Regions from separate parts of the Xenopus tropicalis genome. Here region 2 is linked to region 1. Evidence: chromatin contacts called from public Hi-C data. All regions are on one chromosome and are shown on one strand. Each heading gives the region's core, a stretch centred on a gene start, on an enhancer-like site or on the middle of the called end of the contact. The rest is flanking DNA. Distances are from core to core; before and after follow the strand shown. Region 1 overlaps plpp1 (phospholipid phosphatase 1). Region 2 overlaps plpp1 (phospholipid phosphatase 1).

Region 1 (4,529 bases), core at 553-3,052:
AATGTCTAGACCAGGGGTCCCCAACCACCGGGCCGTGGGCTGTGCTGAACTGGGCCGCCTCTGGTCCTAACTACCGGTTGTCTCAATTCCCCAATGTGTTACACAGCCATGATAACAGCAATGTGAAGCCCTGGAAGCTTTCTACTGATTGAGACAAGGGTCAAAGCAAAGTACCCAACAGAAAAATGTCATCAGTTTTTTTTCCTGATAAAGAAGAAATAACACCCCCCAAATGATTTTGTTGGCTTCATAGTCACCATCAAAGAAAACATTTATGCTGACTGAAACATTAAAGGGTTGTCTAAAAGACAGTAAATTACTTATAGTAAAAGCTATGTTGACAATTTCATGAACTATACTGGGAGGCAGGTGGAATGCTGAGTGCAGCAATTAGCCAAACTCTTCAGGGAAAACCATAGAAGTCTGATGAGGAGACAGCGACTCATTGGATGGGCCGAGCACTCAGGAGCCAGGACATGACTAAATTGATATGCTGAAAAAAATGTGCCGGATGAATTCCATTCAAACCCTCTACCCCACACACACTCCAGTTCAAACCTTTTAATACTAATCCTTAGCAACACACAGGGGCTCTACTATTAAAACTGCAGGAAATCGGAAGCTAAAATTACAAATAAAAATAGCACGCACACTGACTTTGTGGCTTACAGGGGCTCTTTAGTCAAAGCCAGATGGATCTGGCAGGGCACCCAACAGCACCATTCCTATGTTTCTCCCCTCCGGTATGTTGCGCTTAGTAGTAAAATCTGTTATGAACATGTACAGCTTTCATGATTAAACTAGGCCTATCACTCCTTGGAACATGCTTAAATAATGCTGCAAAGTGTTCTGTTCTATAATGTCAATGTATAAGGGTACACTGACATTATAGAACAGAACATTTCCTTGGAAATGGTAAAAACAAAGGAAGAAAAATTGTTGTAATTTGCTTCCAGTTATGAATGGGAGTTGAGTAAGAATATTGTACATCAGATATTATTACTCAAGACTACAACTACCTGCCAGTTATTAGCTATAGGTACTGTCTCAAAACCTTAATAAAAACCCTTAATAAGAGGCGTTATATTCTTCTGCATCGTATGGGCCACATGATCGTCACCCAAAGGCAATTAGAATAAACCCAACAGAAATTTGCAAAACTGACGGTAACATTGCTCGCTGTAAGGAAAAAGCCTGGATCAGGACAGATTACTTCCTTTCTATAACCCAACTGTTTAGGGCTCTGGCACAAATATCCCTTGTCACGGGCGACTAATCTCCCCGAGTTGCCATGACCCGCCATCCCACCGGCGAACATGTAAGTCGCCGGCGGGATGGCACACGCGGCGGCGCGATTTCCCTAAATCGCCGAAAAAGACTCGCGAACATGGAGTTTTATCGCGGGCGACTAATTTCTCCATGTGCCAGAGCCCTTAGAGGAAGATAGGCCATTATAAATAACTAAATACACATCATTCTGCAATTACAGTAAAAACAAACCCTTGAATTTCTTGTGATATTAGTACACAATAAGTTATCTTATCTTTGTTCCAATTAGCCATACAGCACAAAGTCCTTAGTGATGCCATTCTCTGCAACTTATAAAACAAACATTCAAATATTCATTAACCATAGCTGACCTCTGCTGTATCAGGACCACTCCTGCAATAAGCACAACAGCTAAGTGGCTCTGGATGAGTTTATTATTAAAGAGCCTCTTGTTGCCAGGACTCCATTATACTGTATGTTGCATATCTACTTGGGTTACAATATGACAGTGTGACACATTCTATTGCAACACCGAACAACATGCTTATCAGTGCTCACTATAAGGTCACATGAGAATGTTGCTTGTCACAGAATAAATATAAATTAGACTTCTGCCCCACAAACGGATCCATGGCTTCCACTAATCAGCCTTAGAGAGAATAGTGACATGTAACATTAGCCAATCTCATTTTATCCCCATCATTAACAACCTTATTCACCTCATTGCAGCCTGTGTGGGTAAAGGTCTAAAGTGACCATATGCAGGCAGATTTCAGCTGGGTCCTTAGACCAAATTGGCAGATTATCTGCCCGTGTATAGGGGCCCTTCCAAAGGCCTCCCTGACCGATATATGCCCGGCTTATATTTTTGGGGGTTTGGGGACAGCATCAGTGAGCCAATGCAGTCCCAAACACAACAAAAATGTAAGCCTGTCGCTCTGACTTTTTCTATCCCTTTATTGTAATGCAATCGGTTGGAACTAAGGCAAACACTCACATTAGCATGATATTGCACACCCAAGGTGGTCATATCAGAGGAAAGATTTGCTTGTTTGGCGACCTTGCTAAATGAGCAAATGTTACCGTTTATAGCCACCTTTATGTTGCAACATGGTCTTACAGTAGGGGAGGGCACCTAGTCGTAAGCCACAGGGTACGGGGGTTGAATTGTGTCTGTGCCTTTATCAAAGCACTTGAATCAGCTACTTGCTCTACCAGACAAAGGCTGCAGCTGTTGGTGATCTACAAGTATCAAACCTTCTGCTGATTTCTGGGAGCTGTACCAAAATGTTCATACAACTTTGTTTTATAACTTTTATTATTCATGCCACATCATATAAAAGCAACCATTTATGCTTTATATTTTGTTCCAAATGCAGTGGAAGCAATATCCACATATCCTACAAGCATGGGGTAGGGCTAAATAATAGTCCCGGGCACCAAGGCGTGAATCCAGAGGATACGTTTCAGCTCTAAATAATAGAATGAGTCTGACAACATTCTGGAGCCAGCCGCCAACTTAGAGCTATCTGCCCATTTCACGCTTTGTTCCACGGGGATGTGGAGGGCTTTTGTTTCCTGGGTGCGGTGTAATACACACTGGGGATGTTTGTAGCCTGAGTAATGAAATGGTACAAGACTGGGCATCTTCTCTATGGCTCCCTTGCAAGATTAAATGTTCACAGGCGTCAGGACATCTATTAGTGAAAGAGACACAGAAAATTACCCCTCTGACATTTTAAATGAAAGAAGCTATGAAAAATTTGAATGCGTTTATCATTAATCTCTGGCATTTATTTTTTGCTACTAAATAAATGAAAAGCCTGATTTGGCCTACAGCAAGAAAGGCCCAGTTAGAAAAGTTGCACTCACTTACTGACCTGGTCAGATGAGTGGATATTAACGATTATTTCAAGTTTGGCAGAAAGGATTAAACTCCTGATTTAAACTTAAACAAGACTGACGGAAGAACATGAATGGTTTTAGGAGAGACCAGCAGAGGAAACAAAGTGTTAAACACCTTAAGTATAATGGCGACGTGAAAAAAACATTGTAGGAAGTGAAAAAAACATCATAGGAACAGGAAAAGAGTACTGAATATTAAGTATAGGATTTATATAGCTTCTAATACATGCAGGAAAAAGCATAATGGCTAAAAATGGAGGAGAATATTTATATGCAAAACTATAAAATAGCCTCATTAAGCTACAAGGAGCAAGACAAAATATTAAGTGATAGCACTTCAAGCAAAGCAATAGGTATAAAATATGCACCAAACATCCAGCAAGGGACAGAACTCACAACAGGGTAATACTGAAACTCCTAGGGCCAATCAAAGAACCTGACATCCATGACCAACTCTAACAACAATAAGATGGAGACAGTGTCAAAAGTTATAGGTGTTATACACGACTAGTGTGGAAAGAAAAGGCTGATGGGAATTGGCTGAGACTGGGCCCTCCAGAAGATCCTCTGTTGCTCTAGCATGCAAGTCTAATCCTGCATTTCAGTGTTACTGAGAATCACTGGCTTTTCAAAAACTATATTATCCTTGGCCCTCACTTCTAAAAAGCACATAAATAGCTCTATCAGCACTTTGTTTACTGAATAAGCAAATGTATTCATGCATTTTCCACTGCATGACCTTTACATGTTTTTTCAAGATATCGAATAAGGCACAAGTGATAGAATGCATTCCTCCATACACAAGGAGTTGTCAAAATGGAACTATGGAGAATTTTGAAATTGTCCTTACATGCGGAGCTTCGGATGCAGATCTTTTTTGCCTTACGGAGAGAAAAATGTGCATTTCAAGCTCAAAGCATTCACTTAATCTGGTTTTACATTAGATTATGTTTAGGTGGTCAGTGGCTGATCAATTTGGGGCAAATAATGTTCAACCATCTAGCCAATCAGTCTAGTCAGGGCTGTGCTGATGGCCTGTAGCATCTAAGCATAGGGAGCATAAGCAGATGATATATTAGAGCAGTGATCCCCAACCAGTGGCTCGTGACCAACATGTCGCTCACCACCCCCTTTGATGTTGCTCCCAGTGGCCTGATGTGCAAAAAAAATGCGAGACAGCATTTTCGGCGGATACCGGCTACATGTGCCCTGCACCTGAGCTTATTCAGTGCTTCTGGATGCAGCCACAAGAAGGTGGTTTATACAGTAGTGGGGCGTATTCTAGGCAAGCGTTTTTCAACTTGCTGAGAATACGCTACGTGTGGGTAGGTGCAAACATAGCAACTGTAGCTCGC
Region 2 (3,995 bases), core at 141-2,640, 45 kb before region 1:
AAGCATATAAAAGCAGATCCACTTATCTCCACCTGCCTTCAAAGCACAGAATAGAAGGAACTGTATACCCAGTGTGCCCCCACCCTTAAGGGTGATGGCAAATGGGGTGTTTTGTTGCCGGCACTTAATCTCCCCCCCGCCCAGCACATGAGACTAATATAGGCAGAAACGTTACATAGAATGGTAAAAATGAGTTTACTCTTTAAATGGCATCTAAATCCCTACCTTTATGTGCTGTTATACAGGCTGCTGGGTTTGCCTCCCCTGATGTTATGGCTCTGAATGATCATATATTGTAACTGCTAATTCATAAATGGGCCCCAGGAATCCCAGCTTCCTAAATCAACTTTCCCCTTATTGGAGAGAGGGCGGCCGAGCATTTCAGAGTAATGTGATCTAAGCTGCACAGATCTGGGAGAGCACTCCTGTCACTGAATAATGGGTCATTATCTACACTCTCCGCTATCTAACACAGTGTTATTACATTCACCAACCATTAAGCATCTAACAAACTGTTTAAGTAATGACCCTTCTCTCGTTTTGCCTTTGCACACGTCCCTTCCCGTTGCCTGCAAGCCTGCCTGACCCCAGCGTTGGCTTTTACTGTAAGTGCATTCTCTAATACAGCCTGAAGAATGTACTCAGAGCGTTTCCAATAATCCATTTGGCTCACTCGCAGATTCCTGTTTATTTTTATCTTTTATGAAGTAGATTTAATATTCTCCACAGCTGAATCCAATTAATGGGGGCCTGATATAAAAATATAACGGCCGTGTTTAACCCCTTACTTTTTCCCTTATAAACCATTGCACCCTTTATGGTGATCCGAATCCTTAACCAAATGTTACTGTAGCATACCAGTATGGCAGCTCCAGCACTATGAATAAACCTCAGCAAAATTGTCGGGGGTAGTATTTGAGGCCTAGTCACAGCTGTTAAGGTGGAAGCCTAGTTTTTGGTGTTTGAACCATGTTCATAAGAACAGTTAAAAAGTAGCTGTGCGGAGTGGGTTAAGGGTCAGGATAGGCTATAGTTATTGATAAATCAACATTCACATCGATTTGTGACAATTCCAAGCGCAATGAGAAGCACTAACCATATGACTATTGGCAAAAAATAAATAAAATAAGGCCTTTGCATGTGATATACTTACAGCGAGGAACACCATGCAGTACATGGAGAAGGACGAGTGGCCAGAGTAGAAGGACAACCTAGGATTCAAAAGGAAAAGGACTGATTACTCTATACATTGTTTTTTTTAGCTACATTGCTTTGGTTAGGGAGATCCCCATGTAACTTGGCTGAGACCCTGCAGGCTGCTGTTCTGCATAATGTTCATTGATGTGACGTCATTTACCATTCTTACTGATTTCCATAGTGTGCCTACAAGCTGTACGTAACATATACATTGCATTATTGGATCAATCTGGAACATTTCTTCACATCCTGTGCCACACTATCAAAGCCCTTAAGGCCATGAATTCTCGACACTGCGCTTTCACAATCATTTGGGTATGCAAACCAGCTAGCTCCCAGTGTCGAAATTCAGGCGATCTGTGCACTTAGAATGCTCAGATATTATCTACTTTGGCAATCACATGGATGGCTTCATAGCATTCATCTGCTCGTTAGGGCTGTTAGGCACTCTAAATAAGAGTGGCTGAAGCCCCTGAACTTCTTATTACAGTTCTGTCTATGCCCCATATGCACACTGAGAAGAACAAGGCCAAACCACCCAGGGGTAGCTGGGCAGGGGGGTTCTATCTAATATATGTGCACACAACATATTCATATAAAATGTCATTAAATGAACAGACACCTACAATTAGCATTGTATTTCATGGTCATATTGGGGTCGCCTGAACAATGTTAGGCTGTTTGAGAATTGTCCCCAAAAGAACAGTTTTTAATGGCTAAAAGTGAGTATCTGCACTACTAAATACCATATGGCAAAAATGTATTAAATTTCATTTAATACCTCTTTCCTAAGAATAAGAAGGATTATATTGCCTTAAACCAAGATTTCTTTTTTTAGTAAATTCCAACCAATATTTACCCTGAGAAGGATTAGATTGCATTAAACCATGGATGTTCATTGAGCAGAAGCACCCCACCCCTCCTGTGTGTGCAACATGAAGCTCTGAGACAATAGTACATGTAGTATCTGAAGCACCAGAAGCAAAGCCAAAGTACAATGCGGCCATTCGAAGGTATGGCCACCATCGCATGAATTCTGACTGCTGATCCTTTTGTCTGTGTCTGGGCTATTATATTCAGTGGAGCAAAGCAGACTCGGCTTTAGCCTAACAAAGGCTGCTATCTGCTCCAGCGTGCGCTCACCATAAAGGCCACCATTGTGCCCTCTCAACCTGCGACCTTTGGCCACGGTTTGCTACTCTGTCAGTCCTTCCAACCTTTTGTGCAGCGCCATGGAATACACTGGGATTTTTTAAAGAAGATAAACATTCTTCTGACCCCAATGAAAAGAAAGAACAACCTCGAAGGAGAGAAATTCTTATTTCTCCTTAGGGCAAAGATTATTATTGAAATATTCATATGCACTCACATGGTGCGCGTAGGGCATAAACCAGAGCTTATTTGAATTTAGTCCAATAAACTCTTAGTCATGTTTATATCGAAGTTATAGTGGTTGGAATTAATGGCTGTGAGCACATTTTGTATTCTAGTTGTGCACTTAGCCCCATATGTAATAAAAGACACTAAGTTTGCCCAGGAGCAGTAACCCATAGCATCCAATCAGCAGGTAGAATTTACTGGGCACCTGTTCTAAAAGCAAACATCTTATTGGTTGCAACCTGCTGACTAGATGCTATGGGTTACTGCTCCTGGGCAAACTTATATTACATTACCCCAATGGAGTTCTATCGTTACTAGGCACTAGTAATATAAAAGTTAATATCTGACTGGTTGCTGGAAGTAATTGCATTTTTAACACCTGTTTTAGTGAATGAGCTGCATTAAAGCACACAAGTGGGAGCGATGCAATCTAAATCATAGCAAGCTATGGCTTGTGTGTGCTCTTCATGATGGCAGCCCCCTGATGTACACAGAAATGTCTCCCACCAAGTAATGGGTGATTTGGCTGCAGTCCCAGGAGCGCACACTGCTGCTTTAAACACTGGCCTTAAATACATATACATATACATTACAGCTGCACAAGAGCAGGGAGATGCTGGAATATACTTCATCTACCATGGATGCATGAGTCAAGGGTGAAATGGAATAAAATTTGTTCCTGACAAGGTCATTTATCACATTCACCGCTGTGCCAGTCTCTGCTCTACTATTCCCAAACATTACATTAACCCATGGCCTCTCTGGCAGCAACAAGCAGAAAATGACCCGGGAGAAGCAGCTTATAACCAAACTAGGGCAGGAGTAAGAGAAACCGGCATTCATCTGTCATTAAACCAAAACAATCTCGACGCATGAATGGCAGGCTTGGGCAGGTTACGCATACAGACAAAAACAAGTTCTTTCAGTGGAATTAACCAACTCGTGAAACGTTATGTGGGCAAATGAGTATTATCATAAAATGGGCCTACAAATATTCTTCAGATCCCTGGCAGACTTTTCTCCCCATGGTTCTACAAAGTGGAGCTTTCCTTATGGGAGTAGCACCTCTCGCACAGGGAAAGTGAATGCTTGGATCAGGCCACAAGGCTGACGGAATGAGCAGTTAAGGATATAAATAGTGAGCAGAAAGCATTGCTAGTCCTTATGGAAACTACAGGGCACTGCATTAAGTGGATTTCAGGAACACCAAACACAGTATGTGAATAACAATTCTATAGCGGAATATGGCACTGTGTTCAATGCTGGTTCCACTGTTAGACAGTTTATATATTAAAGGTGTTCTCTATAAACTATACTAGCCAGACAAAAGTACTAACGGGCCACTAAACGGAAGATCTGCCCATCACTTAGCAGCAGAACATGCGGTCCACTGAACAGCCTGGCAACAAAAAGTGTGT

The links. Hi-C and Micro-C count contacts between places; a contact is called where the count stands out from the background.
Region 2: a contact with region 1 is called in a Hi-C map of liver, with 2.0 times the contacts expected there. The contact joins two enhancer-like sites. A contact is called at or near these places in 2 of 5 Hi-C or Micro-C datasets (brain and liver).

What each region holds. Positions count from the first base shown.
Region 1 is chr1:191,499,519-191,504,047 of UCB_Xtro_10.0, reverse strand. The region is part of intron 1 of plpp1 (phospholipid phosphatase 1); the gene reads right to left. Among named protein-coding and RNA genes, the nearest start is that of plpp1, 7.8 kb to the right of the region's middle. Within about 2 kb of position 1,802, at least 3 of the 11 cell types and tissues checked have an H3K27ac peak or open chromatin away from gene starts, as enhancers often do. A contact at or near this core is called in liver, where this site is marked.
Region 2 is chr1:191,544,511-191,548,505 of UCB_Xtro_10.0, reverse strand. It overlaps plpp1 (phospholipid phosphatase 1), which reads right to left. Exons shown (of 6, transcript NM_001011077.1): 4 at 1,154-1,211. Among named protein-coding and RNA genes, the nearest start is that of plpp1, 53 kb to the right of the region's middle. Within about 2 kb of position 1,390, at least 4 of the 11 cell types and tissues checked have an H3K27ac peak or open chromatin away from gene starts, as enhancers often do. A contact at or near this core is called in liver, where this site is marked.